2 separate regions of the Gossypium hirsutum genome follow, and region 2 is linked to region 1. The links are chromatin contacts, called in public Hi-C maps. All regions are on one chromosome and are shown on one strand. Each heading gives the region's core, a stretch centred on a gene start, on an enhancer-like site or on the middle of the called end of the contact. The rest is flanking DNA. Distances are from core to core; before and after follow the strand shown.

Evidence for each region. A called contact is a pair of places that touch in the nucleus more often than the background predicts.
Region 2: a contact with region 1 is called in a Hi-C map of leaf, with 2.5 times the contacts expected there. The contact joins the promoter of LOC107922067 here to the enhancer-like site in region 1. A contact is called at or near these places in 11 of 34 Hi-C or Micro-C datasets (callus, leaf, petal and 1 more).

The regions. Positions count from the first base shown.
Region 1 is chrD01:17,869,585-17,873,067 of Gossypium_hirsutum_v2.1, reverse strand. No RefSeq gene overlaps it. Among protein-coding and RNA genes, the nearest start is that of LOC121213895, 3.6 kb to the right of the region's middle. Within about 2 kb of position 1,682, at least 6 of the 9 cell types and tissues checked have an H3K27ac peak or open chromatin away from gene starts, as enhancers often do.
Region 2 is chrD01:17,971,605-17,975,087 of Gossypium_hirsutum_v2.1, reverse strand. LOC107922067 (probable methyltransferase At1g29790) reads left to right here and starts at 1,771. Exons shown (of 1, transcript XM_016851899.2): 1 at 1,771-3,483. The coding sequence starts at 1,989. The coding sequence ends at 3,251.

The sequences.
Region 1 (3,483 bases), core at 433-2,932:
TTACTAACTTTGCCTTCATGTATTTTTTTATTTCTATCTCCCCATATAGCCCAAAGTGCACAACAGAATATTCAACTTTGATAAAGGCTGAGCTCCTCTACTACCCAGGTGATCCACTGTAAAAAATCCTCACATTGATTCATCAAAATGTTCTGGAACGATAATGCTCTCCATACCTCCATTGTAACACGGCATTCGCGAAATAAATGGTTCATTGTTTCAGCTCCTTCTCCACATCGGGGACAGCTTGGATTGACTGCTAACTTCCGGTGCTGTAAATTCACCTTTGTAGGCAGATAATTCCAAGATAACTTCCATATTGTGACCTTTATTTTAGTCAGTAGATTTAGGCTCCAAAGTTTTTTGTAAAAATTCCTATAGATGGTCTGTAAAGCATAAGTTCTAAGACTTTTAGTCAATATTTGTAATAGTTGATAGGCGCTTCTGACCGTGAATTCACCCGACCGTTCGCCACCCCAGATAAGAAAGTCTTCATGCGGTGTTTGTGCCAGAGGAATTCTGAGGATTTTGGTGGCATCATCTTCCGAAAAGGTACTGGTAATCAACTCTTTTTTCCAACTTCTGTAATGACTGTCAATCAACTCATCAACTTTAGCATCGCGCATAGAATTAATTTCTGATAATAATCTAAAGTTAACTGAATCTGGAATCCAAGCATCATTGATAGAAATATTAGTACCCATTCCCACCTTCCAACAGTGCCCTTTTGTCAATAAGTCTTTGGCTGCCCAAATGCTTTTCCAAACATAAGAACATGAATTTCCTAAACGGGAATTTAAGAAATGATTATCTTGGAGATACTTAGCTTTGAATACTTGCGTTACGAGAGCATTCTGATTATTCATAATCCTCCACCCTTGCTTAGCCAGTAGTGCTATATTGAAATGTGCCATATTTCGAAAACCCATACCACCCTCCTCTTTAGGCCTACACATATATTCCCATTGACACCAGTGAATTCTTTTCTTTCCTTTTCCTTCCTGCCACCAAAATCTAGCAAATAAATTGTCCAACTCACCACAAAGCGACTTTGGTAGTAGGAAACATGTCATTACGTAAGTAGGAATTGCTTGAAGTACTGATTTAATGAAAACCTCTCTACCCCCTTGAGATAAGAAACGAGTGCTCCAATTTTTGATCCTTTGCTTTACTCTGTCTTTGAGAATCTGAGAAGATTCCTTTTTCTTCCGACCTACTATGTTTGGCAGTCCTAGATATTTCTCCATGTTAGTCGAGCATCCTATTCCCATTTCAGCCGATATACTTCCTTTATCACCCTCCTCTAAATTCGAACTAAAAAAAGATCATGGACTTATTAAAATTAACGCATTGACCAGAACAAGTCTCATACTCTTTCAAAATAGCTTTTAGGTTCCTTGCACTACTTTCGGTGGCTTCACCAAACAAAATGGAATCATCTGCAAATAACAAGTGTGAGATTGTCGGGCCTCTTCTGCTAGCTCTCACCCCTTTAATCAACCCCTCTCTTGTGGCATTCCTGATTAAGGACGATAAACCTTCACTGCAAATGAGAAAAGAAAAGGGCTAAGTGGGTCACCTTGTCGGAGTCCTCTGGTTGGTTTAAAAACTCTACCACTCCTCCCATTTGTGGTCACAACATAAGAGACTGTAGAAATACATCTCATTATTAATACCACCCATTCCTTCGCAAATCCCATCCTCATCATAACTTCCTTCAAGAAAACCCATTCAACTCTATCGTAGGCTTTACTCATGTCCAGCTTAATCGCCATGAATCCCTTTTTCCCCTTGCGTTTTTGCCGAAGTGTATGTAGAATTTCATAGGCTATCAAAACATTATCTGAAATAAGCCTCCCTGGGACAAATGCACTTTGAGCACTATCAATACATCTTCTAATGACTTCCTGGAGACGATTGGCAATAGCTTTGGCTATAATTTTATATAAATCTGTGCACAAACTAATTGGTCTAAAGTCGACAAGGTTCGTAGGATTGGAATTCTTCAGAATAAGAGTGATCTTAGTTAGGTTTAGCCCTTTCACATCTTTTCCGTTGTTCAAAACTTCCAAATAGAAATTCCCAATATCTTCACCCACAATACCCCAGTATTTTTGAAAAAATAAAGCCGAAAATCTATCATAACCTGGAACTTTTGTAGAACCCATTCCCTTTACTGTTATATAAATCTCCTCTGTCGTAAACTTTTCCAAGAGGGCTGTGTTGATATCCGAAGAGATACTGTTTTGAATACCTGTTAAAAGGTGGGAAGAATCTCTAACGCCAGTAGTCGAAAAAAGCTTCTGAAAATACTGCTTAGCCATCTCATTAATTTTTGATTCCTCATTGATTCCTTTTCCATCATCACTATCAAGCCTACTGATTGTATTAATTCTTCTCCGTATTGATGCATAATTATGAAAAAATGTCGTGTTCTTATCTCTTAACTTCAGCCAATTAGCTATTGCTCTCTGTTCCCAATACATCTCCTCCTTATCGGTCTCCATACTCAAATCGATTCTTTTGTTAATAATCTGGCTCATAACATCTTCATCAAGTTCCTTCTTCATTAAATCTTCAAGCTCTTTTGTAATTTTATCCGTCAGCCCCTTTCGTTTCTTCTTTATGAATTTTGCCCATTTTGATAAGCTAATCTGTAAGTTCTCAAGCTTCTCCAGAACCGATCCATTTGATGACTTTAAGGATTTTCGAATTTCTTTTTCTATTGATTCCTCTGTGGTCCACCAAGCTTCAAACTTGAAACTTGGAATTGTCTTGAATCTGCTTGCATTAGTTGTGCTTATTAGGAGAGGACAATGATCCGAAAAGGTGGACGTTAAATGATGAATATTGCCCGTTGGAAATAAGTCCATCCATTTTTCATTCGCAACACCCCTATCCAATCTTTCTCTAATGTTCGTCTCTGGTAGATTCCCTATTTCCAATGTATACCATATTCCTGAATATCCCATATCTAAAAGGTCACAGTCTTGGAGAACTTCCCGAAACGCTGCCATCTTCCTTTCCTCCCTCGGTTGACCTCCCTTTTTTTCAAATGAATAAGATATTTCATTAAAATCTCCACTCACTAACCAATGATACTCTCGCTCCTGTCCCAAGATCTTTAGTAAACCCTATGAGGTATTTTTATTTTGTGAGTAGGGTGAGCCATAAAACCCTGTGAATCTCCAATCTTCATGAACACCTTCTTCTTTGACCAGCACATCAATATGACTTGTTGACATGGATTTAAGATTAATTTGAGCCTCCTCTCGCCATGCTAAGCAAATCCCACCCCGCGTACCAACAGCTCCTACTTCAAGCCCATTCGTGAAGCCACACCTTCTTCTAATTGCTTCTATACGCTTTTCACTTACTTTAGTCTCCATTAGGAAGACTAGTTGAGGATTATTTTGCTTCAGTAAAAACCGAAGCTTTCTTACTGCCCGTGGACTCCCCAATCCACGGATATTCCAGCATATG
Region 2 (3,483 bases), core at 522-3,021, 100 kb before region 1:
ATAATTAGAAAGCAAATAAAACAACAAAATTACAATTAAAAAATACAAATTTTGCAAACCTCAACTTCAATGGAAAGTGTTTTTATTTGGAATGTTTGCTAAGAACTTGAAGTTTAAATGAATAAATAAATAATTTTTGAGTGAAACGTTAAGAAAGCTAAAATAAAATTAGTTTAAAATTACATGTTTATGACTTAAATTTCATGACAACCCAATTAAATTATAAACAAAATTATAAATTTTATTTTTATTAGTAATTTAATTTAATATATAATAATATTTGTTTTAAATTATTGAAGGCTAATTTATTGATTTAACTATAAACATATATACTAATTAAAAGTTTTTAAAATGGCCCTCTTAACTCGTGAAACCATCCGCCCCTGACTATTACTAAAAATATTAATATATATGTAACTATTATTATACTATAGATTATAATAAAAGGTATAATATTATATGATATTATAATGTTTAATCATCGATGTATGTATATAAATTATTAATATATGATATGATATAGCATTATATAAAATAGTAGAAAGACTAACTTTTAAATGTATGAAAAATATAGGGGTTTAGAGCATATTTCAACTATTATAATAATGAACAATAATATTTAATAATAATGTACTACTATTATATATAACTATTATATTATAGATTATGATAAAAGATATAATATTACATAATATTATAATTTTAATCATTGATGCATATATAAACTATTAATATATTATAAACTATATGATATGATATAACATTATACAATATAGTAGGCTGGTTAACTTTCGAATGTAGGAAAAGTATAGAAACTTAGAACATATTTCTATCAGTATGATAAACAATAATATATGATAATAATTCATATATTGTGTACTACTCTACTATTATAGTATGTGATATAGTATTATATAATAAAATGATATATTTTATAAGTATTATTATATTATAGATTATAATAAAAGATATAGTACCAATAGTTATATGTAATTTTGTATAGTTTATAATTATAACTACCACCACATAAAATATTATTACAATATATTATTTTTTAAATTGTGTTTAGGTATTGAATTTAATTTCTTTTTATTTTGGACTTGAGATTTAGGCTATAATTAGTTTAGAGTTTATTATTTGAATTTGGGTTTAATATAATATATTTGAGATTTGGAATAAATATTTTAAAATATGAGTGTTAGCTTAAATTTAACAAAAAAGATAAAAGGCTATTCAATTGTCGATAATATAATAATGAACAATAAAAGATATTTTTGTCAATTCATATAATATCATAAAATAATAAATTTTACATTTAATAATCACTTTAATTATTTTATATAAAATAAATTTATTAAATATATATAATTATATTTTTCATAAGAATTAAATTATGTTGTGATTATATAAAAGTAGAATAAATTGTTATATTTAAAATTTAAATATTTAAAATTTATAAAAATTTAAAATTATCTAAATCCGTAAAAGCCCCCCTAGCTCTATCCAAACCCAAATCCCAACTACTCTAGTCCTAAATAAACCCATCTAAATCGGTCCGTTTGCCAGCTCTACCGAGGATGCCCATTGCCCATTAGATTTTTATGTAGCTTTACTGGTATGTTTTCTTTGTCTTGATGCTGCCACGTGTACGGATAAAAATTACCTCTATATTATCAATTTCTTATACTAACTAATTAGGAGCCGTTGATATAGCTTACTTTATAGATTTGATCTTTATAATAAACCCAAGCCAACCGACAGACTCGCTTTCCACAGAGTTAGTGTCTTAAATCCATAATTTCCTTGCACAGGTGGTAATAAAAAAGATGGTCTTTTTTTTTTTTTAATCTCAACTTGTTTCCAGTTCACAAATCTAAGTCGCAAAAAGATTAAAAAACCCCATTTTTATTTATTTCCCAACTCTTGCTTTAGGCTTCACTCTCTAGCATAGAAGCAAAGAGGTAGGAAAAGAAAAGCAAAGGCAAGATATGGGTTCGGTTTCACTGAAAACTGGAGATGGAACAGCTAGATTCAAGAGAGCAACCCTTTGTTCTTCAGCTGTTAACATTCTCATGCTTTTCTCAGTTATTACAACCAATCTCTTTGCTTTATATGCCTTCACGTTTTCACCAAAACAACACTTAGACAACCCATTTCACCATCCTCACAGAAACATCTCTCTGATCTCTCAACATGTCTCTTTGATTATAAAAGAGATCGATTCTTCTCAGAGGAAGCTTGCTCAAATGGAAAAAGAGCTCCTTGGTTATGACACACTTGATCTTTCAAGACCCAATCTTGCTACTGAGCTCAAGTTGTTTTTGCAACATCATCAGCTTCCTTTGGGGAAGGATTCCAGAACTGGGATCACTGAGATGGTGGCTTCTGTGGGACATTCTTGTGAGAAATCTGCTGATTTGTTGTCCCAGTACATGAGTTACAAGGTTTCTGGACCTTGTCCTGATGACTGGAGTCTTGCGCAAAAGCTAATCTTGAAGGGATGTGAGCCTTTGCCGAGAAGGAGGTGCTTTGCCAAGACTGTTCCTAAGCCAGGTCTTACTTCTTTACCTGTTTCTCTATGGAAACCTGTTAGTGATAAGATCGTTACTTGGAGTGGTCTTGGTTGCAAGAATTTCAACTGTTTGAATAGTAAAAAATTGAGTAGGGATTGTGTTGGTTGCTTTAATTTGACTAACGGATATGAGACTCAAAAATATGTCAAGGCTAGAAGCAAGAATGATTTTGTTATGGATGATGTGTTAGCTCTGGGGAGTGGTGGGATTAGAATTGGATTTGATATTGGAGGTGGTTCTGGGAATTTTGCTGCTAGAATGGCTGAGAGGAATGTGACTGTGATTACTAACACCTTGAATGTTGATGCACCACATAGTGAATTCATTGCTGCAAGAGGCCTTTTCCCCTTGTTCTTGAGCTTGGACCATAGGTTCCCTTTTTATGATAATGTGTTTGATTTGGTTCATGCCACAAGTGGGTTAGATGTTGAAGGTAAGCCAGAAAAATTGGAGTTCTTGATGTTTGATTTAGATCGTATATTAAGGGCAGGTGGCTTATTTTGGTTAGATAATTTTTATTGTTCTGATGATGAAAAGAAGAGAGCTTTAACTCGTTTGATAGAAAGATTTGGGTACAAGAAGCTGAAATGGGTTGTAGGAGAGAAAACTGATGCTGCTGGCTCTGGAAAACCTCAAGTTTATCTATCTGCTGTTCTACAGAAGCCTGTAAGAATCTGATGACCCAAGATTTCCCGGAAAATGGTGGATGTTGGAATTTTTTGTTCAGATTTCTACCTTCATCCACACAACTTGTGCAAATCCATTTATTCTAAGGTGGAATAAAGCTGCAATTGTTTCCTTTCCTGACTTGCAATGGCCTCTCTTCTGTAATCTAAAACCTTTTTCCCCGTAAAATCTCTGGACTTTAGCTCATGTTTGTTATTATTAAGAAAAGAACTATTGGGGAATG